Linked DNA regions of Mus musculus: regions 1, 2 and 4 are each linked to region 3. Evidence: chromatin contacts called from public HiChIP or PLAC-seq data. All regions are on one chromosome and are shown on one strand. The core of a region is the stretch at or near the end of the contact, and the rest is flanking DNA. Distances in the headings are between cores, read along the strand shown. Region 1 has its middle 44 kb from the start of Dnah5. Region 2 overlaps Trio (triple functional domain (PTPRF interacting)). Region 3 overlaps Trio (triple functional domain (PTPRF interacting)). Region 4 has its middle 21 kb from the start of Dnah5.

Region 1 (2,724 bases), core at 52-2,551, 160 kb after region 3:
CAAAAAAACCCAAAAAACAAACAAACAAACAAAGGAAAGGAGGCAAAAGGGGTTTAAGTTTTCAGCCAGCTCGGGCTACATCAGGAATCTTTGTCTTAAAAAACAAAAACAAATAAGAAACATAATATCCCTTCTAGAAATTTACATCCTATGGGAGTATCCTGTGGTAATTACATGATGGATCATATCTTTGTAAATACTTTCTATAATTCTTTGTCTCCCCAGCCAAGCAAGCAGCTTCTAGTTTATGTAAGTCATTGGTGGGAAAGGTTTGCAGGTCAGCGAGAAGAACGGAGAGAGAAACAGAAGCAGGACTCAGTTGTTTTGTGGTAACACCACACAACATCATTCCCTCAGTGCTACTCCGTGTTAGCATTGACCCTAAGCCAAGGTTGACAGGGACAAGATTTTTGGCAGCTCTGGAGAATTATCATCAATACTGCAAAAGGTGTGTTTCTGTGGTTATAGACACTGAAGTAAAAATATAATGCATACGGTGTCATGTTGCTGAAAACTGACCTCATAGAACTTAACCTTCCCTAGGGAGGGCAGAACTCCCGTCTCCCTCATGTCTGGGTAATGGGACTCATGAAGCTGGTCTCAGAATCAGAGAGAAGATCCTGCAAACATAGCTATTTCTAAGAACCGCATCTTTCTTGGCTGCTTTAAGACTCCAGGCGGAAGCTCACCTGTTACATTTTCCCATTTTGTCATGCTTAGCTCTTTCCTGGCTCGGGGCCACCGGGGAGTGTATTTATACCTCTATGCTGTTTGCATTTGGCTTTGTCTTGTGGCCTTCAACAAACAGGTTAAAAAAAAAAAAAAGAGTGGAACGGCTCTAGGTTACTTTATTTAGGAATGAAAGCCAGCGGCTGAACTCGAGCGTAAATCATCTGCCAAGGATATTTTTATCTCCCGGATTGCTTCATCTCCAGGGAACCAGCCTGGAGAGCTGGGTGGCTCCCTTTGTCTGCTCCATCCAGGGCAAGCCCGTCCCCCCAGCCCCGCCCCACCTGTGCTCGGAAGGCCGAGGAGCTGGCTGGCTGGGTGTTTTTCTTTTGCTTTCACTTCTCTCTAGAGAAAATACTTAGAAAGTGAGGCTGGAAGTATTAACTACACTTGAGCAGTTCGGTTCAATTCAGCAAACACTTGTGAAGTGCCGACTGTGTTTAAAGTACAACGGCTCATTCTGCGGAAGAGTCCTTCTCTCCTTCAGTGTCTTAGTAATCTCCCCATTCCTGTCGTCTCCCTTTCTCTTTTTTTCCTCTCCCTCCCTCCATTTTCCCCGCCCTCCCTCGCTCCCTCCTACTCCTCCCACTTCTTTCTGTCCCTTCCCCTCCTTTCAGTCCCTTCCTTTCCCTGCCCTCTCTCCTCTACCCTCTGTCCCCTTCCTTCTCTCCCTCTCTCCCTCTCTTCTCCCTCCTTCACTCTGTCCTTTCCTTCCCATTTTGCTTTTGTCATTTTATTTTTCCTCTTTCCCTTTCTCTCTCCTTCCTCCATTTCTTTGCCTCTTTCCTCTTTTCCTTCATATAGATTGCCTTCTCTCTCTCTCTCTCTCTCTCTCTCTCTCTCTCTCTCTCTCTCTCTGTGTGTGTGTGTGTGTGTACAGCAAGTAGGATTACTTTGCATGCGCATGTTTGCACAGCCAGAGACTGTCTCTTTGTGGTGTTTCTGTAGTTTTAATTTGCATGTGAGTATTGGCCATAGTCTGTCTTTCTGTCTCTTTCTCTCTCTCCCTGTCTCTTCTTCTCTCCCTCCCAGCCCCCTGTGTGTGCACACGCATAGATTTACTTTGCATGTTTGTATATTGGCCAGAGCCTGCCCTCCCCCACCTCTTTCTCTATGGAAGTTTACTTTGTGTGTATGTGTACTGGCTGTGTGTGTGTGTGTGTATGTGTGTGTGCACATACATGCGTGTGCATGCACACAAGTGTGTGTGTGCAGATTTACTTTGCATGTTTGTATATTGGCCAGAGCCTGCCCTCCCCCACCTCTTTCTCTATGGAAGTTTACTTTGTGTGTATGTGTACTGGCTGTGTGTGTGTGTGTATGTGTGTGTGTGCAGATTTACTTTGCATGCACATGCATTGGCTGCCATGGAGGGAGGTCTTTCTTCTATCAGTCTCTAACTTATATTTTGTGACTGGGTTTCTCAAGGAGCGGTGGTTCAGGTCGGCCAGCGGGTCTGAGAGCCTCCAGGCTCTTGCTGCCTCTTCCTGCTGCTGCTGGGTTTGGGTTTATGGGTGTGAGCCTCTGCACTTCAGCTTTCCATGGGTACTGAGGTCTGAATTCACATCCCTAGCTTGTGCAGCCAGCCCTTTCCCCGTTGACTCACGCCTGCAGCCTGCCCACATTCTTATAAGCCCTTGTCCCAAGTTTCTATCATAACTCTAGTGCTCCTCAGATGCTTGCTCTGAAATGAATGGCATTTTACTTCATTTTTCTTTTAAACAAATAACAAGCAGTTATGGAGCCTGATTGCTGTTTATGACTGACTTACAGTGAGACCGTCTTCAGGAGATGGGATACTGGTGTGGTATTTGTTAAACTCCATGTGATACATCTGCCCAGAGTTAGTACTCTACATTGGCTTAGTAGTGAAAGCTGTAGGTGAGAGCTACCCCAGACTGGGCATTATGATAAAATTCCCACAGGCCAGCATTTCTGCCCTGAGATCAAACATGAAGGATCAGTTCTTTTGATGCGGCTTCCAGGTGGGGCCAG
Region 2 (2,700 bases), core at 27-2,526, 150 kb before region 3:
AGGTGTACCACCAAGCCAAGGGTTATCAGGCTGGTCTCCAGGCCATAAACTCCACCCGCAGACACCACCTTACCTCAATCGCATGCTGGAACTGCTCGTGTTCTCGCTGCAGCTGCTCGGCTTCCTGCAGCGAGCTGGCCGTGATGAGCCCAGCATTTAGCATGGACTCTCCATTTCGGATCCAGCCCAGCACCTGAAAACGGGGCAGAAGGCAGCTCTAAGCAGTGGTCCTTCTAGCGCCCTGCAAGGTTCCTGGGATGGGGGTGGGTCTACAAAGCGGTCCACAGTGGTTCTCAACCTGTGGGTTGCCACCCCTTTGGGGTCAAATGACCCTTTCACATGGGGTAAACTTAACCACCGAGGGGAAAAACAGATATTTACATTATGATTCATAATAGTAACAAAACTAGCAATAGAAATAATTTTACGGTTGGGGAATCACCACAACATGGGGAACTCTATTAAAGAGATCAGGAAGGTTGAGGAGAGCTGGCCTAGAGGTCCTGGTAAGGAGACAGCCCTGACTTCCTTACAATCTTACCAACAGAGCCTACAATCCCCACAGGGCTCTCACCACAGACACTGCCACAAGGGCACAGAAGGTCTGGGTTGTTTTTTTTTTTTTTTTTAAGATGGTGGAGGGAACGGGCTATGAGAACACAGACCAAGACTGTTCCATGTTATAAAGCAAACTTGTTCACTGAATGAGTTCCCTGACACTTGAGGGAAGTCCTGCTACTTCCTGTCCAGACTCTCACCTAACCCATAGTAAACTGGCCACTTACTTAGTCAGAGCAACTCCTTTGTTTCACTGACTTTCCAAGGACGATCAGTGTTAAATGACACTATAGCCCAGGTGTGAAATAGATTCCTCCACAATGCTCAGAGGCCAAACCAAGGGACTCAAGTGTACACACTACAGGGGTGTAGGCAAGCCTGTAGGACAGTCTTAATCAATGATGATGGGGAAGGCCCAGCCCGCTGTGGGTGGGACCACCGCTGGGAAGGTAGCCCTGGGGAGCAAGCCAGTGAGCAGCACCCCTCCACGGCCTCTCACAGGCTCCTGCTTCTATGTTCCTGTACTGCCGAGTTCCTGCCCTCACTGCTTTTCATGACGAGCTGTTGTATGGAACTCTGAGTGAAACAAGCCCTTTCCTCCTCAAGCTGCTTTCAGTCATGGTGTTTCATCTCAGCAATGGTAATCACAGGCTGTGGCTGGCTCCAGCGGGAGGTTGTGGGACACCAGCCACAATCTCAGCCTGGTGTGTCATAGGGCCATGGGGTGAGTAAACACCACGGCTGACTCATTACAGGGGTAGAATGGCTTCTGAAAGCCATCTTCACAGTCTAAGCAAAGACAGCCTGTAAGGTGTATAACTACATCAGTCCTTAAATAAGTGGTTTTTCTTGAGGGAAGAAGAAATGCTCACAGGTTACAACACTGTGTCTCCTTTAAATGTACAATACTAGTGACACTAATGCTACACAAGAGAATAGCAGCCCCCATCCCCATCACCTGTGGTGCCAGGAGCATGTGCTCTTCTGTGAACACAGCCTGTGTCTGCACCACAGCAGGCCGTGGCTGAGGCTCCTGGCACTTCCTTCAACAAGGCCAGGGCTGGCTTTCTGTGCAATGGACAGAATCTAACAGCCTCACTCCTCCATCTAGACCCTCCATCAGGGAGCGCTCCTTTATCCCCACCACGGGACACAGTGTGATATCTATACTTGACTCTAGTGGTATTGAATCCATTTGTCTCAGCTTCGCCCTAAATGTGACATTCTATATAGTATGCAGCTAACTCAAGAAAAGCCTAGACTTGCAGTCTGCAGATATGTCCAGATTAATAAACATTTAGGGGGAAAATCATGCATTTCCTTAGCCTAGGAAGTAATATGCTTTAAGCAAGGGACCACCAAGTAGGAAAGGATAGGCAGGGACAACACACTCAAGAGCTATGGCTGCTGAGCGGGCAGCTCTTCCACTCCAGCTGGCCATCCACGGAGGGGTGGGCTTCATTTCTACCATGAGATGCTGTCCAAGGGCAAGAACAACCTTACACAGCGGGACATGGTAAATTCTCCCCGAGGCCAACCGGTCAAGAATTCCCATCATTCCTCAGTGTCACGCACCTGCTTCACTTCCGCCTGCAGGTGGCGCAACTGCACACACTGCTCCAAGTGTTTCCGATGCTGCTCAGCTGCCAAATCCAACTCCTGCTGCTTCTCATGAAGAAACTCCAGGAGGTCCTGAACCCGAGTGGCCATGTCCACATCTCTGTCACAAAGCAGCTCCACACCTGTGAACAGTCGTAGGCGACCGGTATTCAACTCACACCATCGGTCAGCGTCTCTTGCCCAATGCACTACCCAGTGTGGCTTGTGAAAAAGGCGCCACAGGGGGCCACCTGCACTAGCAGCCCAGTTCAGGGAGACCCAGGCCAGCAGAGATGTTTCTATACACATATCCAGCGGGCCAGGGCGTGAAAGGGTGCACAGCTGAGCTGACCCTCTGGGACTTAGTGACAGGGTAGCAGCTTTTAGAAATGAGCAAGTGGCTCAGCCTTCAGGAAACATTTAATTTACTCCATGTAAAGCGGCTAATGCAAGCAGGATGTTGCTGGGGAATCACTGGATACATTTAATATTGAGGTTTACAGCGACATCTGCTGGACACTGAAACTAAACAAACACTTTCAC
Region 3 (2,700 bases), core at 65-2,564:
GGGTGTAACTCACAGACCTTTCTCCATCCACAGAACAGATCTACATCCATCCAGCTGGCTGCACATGTGCCAGCACATGCCTTTGCCACTCAGGTGAACTTAAACGGGCATGGTGTGTGTGTTGTGTGTGTGTGTACATGCCAGATTGGTACAAAAGCATGTCTTAGCATACATTACTTTGATGTGCTTATATGAATGCTTAAACTAACACAAGGATTCTCAGGACCAAAGAATAGTTTTTATTGTTAAATGGGTTTAATTTTTGTAATTAATTAAGAAGAAGTATGGAATGAGTTCTCTAACACCCTGTAAAGAAGTTGTCAGGGTTTTACTTGGGGGAATCTAACAACTGTCAGGACTTTCTCTCATTCAGGGGCACCAAGCCTGCTGAGGAAACCCCAGGCAGGGGAGCTGACAGGCTGCCCAGGAGCAGGCAGGGACAGTGGCCAATAACCCTCTAGCCCCCTTCTTCGGCAGTGAAAGGCCTGTTTTAGCCTGCTCCCTCTGCAGTCCCGTGTGGGAGGCGGGGGCACAAAGACCCCCTTGGCTCAGCTCTTAGGAAGAAGCTTAGGAAGCCGGCCAGGCCTCGAGTGCTGACAAATCCTGATTCAGGACTCAAGTCACACTTAGCTCACTGCACACAAAACAAGCAGTCCAGCCACTCCGGGAGCTGGGCAAAGGGAGCGTGGAATGTGCTGGAGGTCCTTTCAGACAGCACACTCCTGGCAGAGCCTCTGACTCAGCATCATGTCTCAGACCCACTCTTCGTCAACTGTCCACACCATTATGTGTCCGGGACTGAATCAAGGCAGATGATAAGTCACAGAAAACTACCCCTGAGTCATCAATATCTGAGTGTGACTCTCTCCACCTCTGCAGTCAGTAAGGCAGCCATCCATCTCGACTTGACAGAACAATTCCAGTTTAAGCCTACTTTTCCAGAATAATTAGCAGCAACACCCCGTTTCATTCTCAGAAGCATCTCTGTTTGGACAGTACATCCCATGATCAGCTTAATAATCAGGAGCAAATATCAGTGCCAGACAGCAACACCTGTCACCTTTCCAACACCCAGCAGCACGGATCTTTCTAACCACTCCACATATGGAGGCAGGGGGCAGTCTCAGCACAAGGCCAGCACACAGGACTAACAACCTGACCTCAGCAATCATCAGGTCAGCAAACCGGAACGTCATTCATTTTCTTCTCCTTTCCAGTCTTCATTCTCCGGCTGAAAACCATCACCTAGGAATGACCTCCCCTTTGATCTGAGCCCTTCCTGTGTGGTCCTCACGTCTCATATCCGACTCCACGGCTTTTGTTTGGCAAACCTAAAGCAGTAAGGCCGAATGAACCCTTGCCTGAGGTGCGGCACTGTGAGGGAGAATGGCTTTTTTCTTTTCTTAAGTGGGAAAAGAATTATTCCATGAACTTGGAAAATCATTTAGCAGTGTGGCTGTCAAATAGACAAAAGGGGGCTAAAAAGGATGGCTTAATTTTAGGTAGACTGCTGCTGCAAAAGTACGAGGACCTTAGCTCATGTACATTACGTATTTATACAAACGGTCACATCACATACACATACACACACACACACACACACACACACACACACACGGCCACTCACCCATGCAGACACAGTGATTTATAATACTAAATAAAATGAGATAGAAAAGTCAGACCATGTTGACAAAGGCAGATTAGAAACTGAGCCAAGTTGTTACAGTGGAATTTAGAAACTTGTTTGTTTCTGTAATTGTGGGCCGGCCGATGGGTATTTCAGACAAGTCTCAGGGTTGCATGAGTATGCTCCGCAGCCCCTTCAAGCAGACAAGCTCTCAGCAACTAATAGGAAGAGATCCTCCTAAAGCAGCAGCCGGGAGAGAAGCTGGCTCTCGATTCCCAGCAGGAGATGGGAGTGAGTGGCCTTTGCTCAGCCCCCCTGGAGTGCAAAGCCATTAGTCAGGCAGCCCGTTAGAGCCCCTTCCAGGACACACACCTGCTTTTACTTTTCTTCTTCCTTTTTCAGTTTCCCACCTGGTGCTCTCCCAGGCTATAGGACAGAGGCTCCAGCACGGGACCACTCAGACCTCATGTGGACAGATGTTTCAGGTCAGATGACAGCAGACGTGTAGAAACACCAGGCACTAGGGGCTGTGTTGGACACTTTCCCTAAAGAAGGGATTTCCTCCTGGCATGGCCATACAAGGTCCCATGCAAGAGAAGGCAGAGGCAGGTAGATATCTATGTATTTAGATCTGGCCATCTGGCTTATGAGAGTGCCTGGCCAGCCAGAGCTACAGGGTGAGACTGTCTCAAAAACCAAGGGATTTTCCATAGTATCTGCTCAACTTCCAATCACTACAAAAAATGTTAAATGTGTCCTTTGAATTTTGAAGGCACTGAGCATGTGAAATATAAGCCACTGAAAGAAAAGAATTACCTAATTGTGCAAGATTATTTACAAAAGTATTTTTTTTCAAACACTGAATTGGAATATTAATTATTAATCTGTTTTCAACACAAGTACCAGAATAATGCGAGCACCCAGGCATATGACCTGGCTATCTCTGCTGCTCTAAACAGACCCTTACAAACACTAAACTTAAGCTCTGCTGTTTCCTTTCTAACATGAACATATGTAACATCAATTCTGTCAAGTGTATAAAATCTTCAATGGCAGGGACAGGGAGACATTCC
Region 4 (2,918 bases), core at 65-2,564, 180 kb after region 3:
ACTGTAAGCAAGCCCTCAACTAAATGCTTTCTTTCATAAGAGTTGCCAAGGACATGTTGTCTCTTTACAGCAATAGAACAGGGACCCAGACACCCAGCAATACACAAAAAAGCAAAACAAAGCCCAACAAAAGCCAAACAATAACAAGGGACTTTGGGCTGAGACTGGGCCATGTGCACCTCAGCTCTCTCAGTAAGGCTACAGAGATCCCCTTGAGCATGGGATGGGAAAGAAGTGTGAAGGCTTTGCCCTCAGACTGGCCCTTCAAGTCAGCTTCATGATCTACAGACAGATGCTTTTTCAAGTTGTGGCTTTTCTTCTCTGTTAGATGAAGCCCAGCTGCAATGCTAGGTAGCAGTGAGGCTCCATGAAGATGAAGCAGGCATTTTTCCCTGTTGAGCCAGGGAAAAATTAACTATTTAGAGTTCTCCCCCTATTCTATGGTGCTTTTTACCCACCAGGCCTGAGGAGACTTTCTGCGTCCCCTGAGCTAATGGGATGCATGTGTATAAGATCAGTGCCCCATGGCACAGCATTTCTTAGGAAGAAGCCAGAGTGCTACAGGTTGCATGTTTGTATCTTCCACAAATTAATCCGAGTAAAACCCTCGGCCCCAGAGTATTAGGGAGTGGGGCCTTTGGCTAGTGATGAGTCATGAGAGTTCAGACAGAGCATCGTTTATGAGCAAGGAACCGTTTATGTGCCTTTATGACACAGAGTTGGTAAACACCTTGAGCTTGGCTTTTTAGCCAGCCTCCAGAACTATGAGACGCATGACTTTTGTTTATAAGACACCCAGTCGGGCTGGTGAGATGGCTCAGCGGTTAAGAGCACTGACTGCTCTTCATGAGTTCAATTCCCAGCAACCACATGGTGGCTCACAACCATCTGTAATGAGAGAGAGAGAGAAAAAAAAATCTATGGCCCGGAAAGAGCGGAGCTGAAGAAAGAGAGAGAAGGGAAGGGGGTGGGGGAAGTCACCGAGTCTACGGTGATAAGTTATAGCATCTTATGGGACTAAGACAAGGGCTAGAGGGGTAACAGACACTGGGAATAGACAGGGGAGCGGTGGGTGTCATACATCCTTCACGCTGGAAAGCCTGGGTGACGTCATAGGCGAGCCTCGGGCCGAGCCTCCCTTGCCCCACTGAACACAGAATGAGAAGCTGTGGTTCTTAAGATGTCTCTAGAACTATTGCCATTTTACGTTCACTTATGACTCTCAAAGTCACTGCTGAGGAGCCACCCTGTCCACGTGCTAATGTGAGTGACACCAGGTGAAATGCTCGAAATAAATACCTAAGCAGGCTTGGCCACACAATAGCTTGGAGAGCAGCGCCCTCTTGTGGAGAAGTCTGAAATATTCCAGTGACATAGCTCAGACTTGAAGTTTGATAAAATACATTTGAATTTTGATATTATGACTCTTTGGAAAACACCTTATCTTTAAGTTTTATATAATGAGATGTATACATGCTATGTATCAAGTTATGTATTTATACAGGACAGTATAATTTATGTGAAGTTTATGAACATTATTTTTTCAAGTATAGGAAATCATTGAAATCTCATCAATACCTTAAGGGAAAATGCCCTCATGCCCAATTTCTTGGACAAAGAATTGCATTCTACAGCATTTCTAGGAATCGATGTGAACTGAAGACAGCCAAACATTAGATGGAGTTCGGGGAGTCTCGTGGAAGAGTTGGGGGAAGGACTGAGGGCCCTGAAGGGGATAGGAACTCCATAGGAAGACCAACAGAGTCAACTAACATGGACCCTTGGGGATCCCAGAGACTGGACCGCCAACCAAAGAACATTCCCAGGTTGGCCCTAGGCTCCTGCACATATGTGCCAGATGTGCAGCTTGGTCTTCATGAGTGTCCCCAGACAAGGGGAGCAGGGGCTTACCCTGACTCTGTTGCCCATCTGTAGATCCTGGTCCGATAACTGGGCTGTCTTGTCTGGTCTCGATGGGAGAGGAGAGGATGTGCCTAGTCCTGCAGTGACTTGAGGTGCCAGGGTGGATTGGTACCCAGGGGGGACCTCCCTCTTCTCAGAGGTGAAGGGGGTGCAGGAATGGGGGGAGGGGCCTTGTGAGAGGTGGACTGGGAGGGAAGGGAGCTGCAATAGGGATGCAAAGTGAATAAATAAATTAGTGGAAAAAATAAACTTGAGGACAAGGAGTGCTCATGAGCACTTGGAATTGAATGAGGATTCCTATTATGTCCGATACTTAGTAGATCAAGGAAAGGGCTCATGAGAAGGCTTTGTTTTAGTAATGGAATAGAAGAAACTAGAAGATTTGCCTCTGTCCATTTAAAGATTGGTGGGAATGGTTTTTAATTTGATTCCTGGTAATCCATAAACCTACAAACTCCACAAATCCGTTCTAATATTGCTAACATTTCAAAGCATTGAAGGCTTTAGGATCTTCCTCTCCTTCTCTTCCTTCTTTCTTCTTCCTCCTTCCCTCCCTCCCTCCCTCCCTCCCTCCCTCCCTCCCTCCCTCCCTCCCTCCCTTCCTTCCTTCCTTCCTTCCTTCCTTCTTTCCTCCCTCCTTCCTCTTCGTTCTCCTATTCTTCTGCTTCCTCTTCTTCCTCCTCCTCCTCCTCCTTCCTCTTCTTCAAGGCTGGCTGGCAAACAACTTCCAAGGTCCCACTTCTCTTTGTGCTCTCAGCTCTGAGGTTACAGATCTGTACCCCGTGCCTGACTTTTAGGTGGGTGCTGGGATCCAAACACAGGTCCTCATATTTCTGTGGAAGACGCTTCCTCCCAGCCCTGAGAACTTTGCTATCAGAACATGATTTGTCATTGCCACTTGGAGTAATGAAAACAAAACGATAGATATCTTTGCTACCTTGATTGGATATGGTGGTTTTGTGAGTGTGAGTTCATGTATTAAATATGTGTAGTTT

The links. HiChIP or PLAC-seq counts read pairs in DNA pulled down with a chosen protein or histone mark.
Region 1: a FOXA1 HiChIP or PLAC-seq map of pancreatic cancer cells shows a contact between it and region 3. The contact joins two enhancer-like sites. A contact is called at or near these places in 3 of 484 Hi-C or Micro-C datasets (embryonic stem cells, erythroblasts and uterus), 4 of 115 datasets of contacts at active chromatin or transcription factors (embryonic limb bud, embryonic stem cells, epiblast stem cells and 1 more) and 2 of 9 other capture datasets (embryonic stem cells and liver).
Region 2: a FOXA1 HiChIP or PLAC-seq map of pancreatic cancer cells shows a contact between it and region 3. The contact joins two enhancer-like sites. A contact is called at or near these places in 2 of 115 datasets of contacts at active chromatin or transcription factors (bone marrow-derived macrophages and pancreatic cancer cells) and 1 of 9 other capture datasets (adipose tissue).
Region 4: an HNF4G HiChIP or PLAC-seq map of pancreatic cancer cells shows a contact between it and region 3. The contact joins two enhancer-like sites. A contact is called at or near these places in 1 of 15 datasets of contacts at CTCF or cohesin (the NIH/3T3 cell line), 4 of 484 Hi-C or Micro-C datasets (embryonic stem cells, liver and pancreatic cancer cells), 6 of 115 datasets of contacts at active chromatin or transcription factors (astrocytes, embryonic hindbrain, epiblast stem cells and 3 more) and 2 of 9 other capture datasets (embryonic stem cells and pancreatic islet).

The regions. Positions count from the first base shown.
Region 1 is chr15:28,158,095-28,160,818 of GRCm38.p6, forward strand. It overlaps a transcript of Dnah5 not described here. Among named protein-coding and RNA genes, the nearest start is that of Dnah5, 44 kb to the right of the region's middle. Within about 2 kb of position 1,302, at least 278 of the 459 cell types and tissues checked have an H3K27ac peak or open chromatin away from gene starts, as enhancers often do. A contact at or near this core is called in embryonic limb bud, epiblast stem cells, pancreatic cancer cells and 1 more, where this site is marked.
Region 2 is chr15:27,848,860-27,851,559 of GRCm38.p6, forward strand. Trio (triple functional domain (PTPRF interacting)) reads right to left here. Exons shown (of 57, transcript NM_001081302.1): 15 at 2,134-2,300; 16 at 74-193. Among named protein-coding and RNA genes, the nearest start is that of Gm29975, 140 kb to the right of the region's middle. Within about 2 kb of position 1,277, at least 58 of the 459 cell types and tissues checked have an H3K27ac peak or open chromatin away from gene starts, as enhancers often do. A contact at or near this core is called in pancreatic cancer cells, where this site is marked.
Region 3 is chr15:27,996,972-27,999,671 of GRCm38.p6, forward strand. The region is part of intron 1 of Trio (triple functional domain (PTPRF interacting)); the gene reads right to left. Among named protein-coding and RNA genes, the nearest start is that of Gm29975, 3.2 kb to the left of the region's middle. Within about 2 kb of position 1,315, at least 40 of the 459 cell types and tissues checked have an H3K27ac peak or open chromatin away from gene starts, as enhancers often do. A contact at or near this core is called in embryonic limb bud, epiblast stem cells, pancreatic cancer cells and 1 more, where this site is marked.
Region 4 is chr15:28,180,852-28,183,769 of GRCm38.p6, forward strand. It overlaps a transcript of Dnah5 not described here. Among named protein-coding and RNA genes, the nearest start is that of Dnah5, 21 kb to the right of the region's middle. Within about 2 kb of position 1,315, at least 60 of the 459 cell types and tissues checked have an H3K27ac peak or open chromatin away from gene starts, as enhancers often do. A contact at or near this core is called in pancreatic cancer cells, where this site is marked.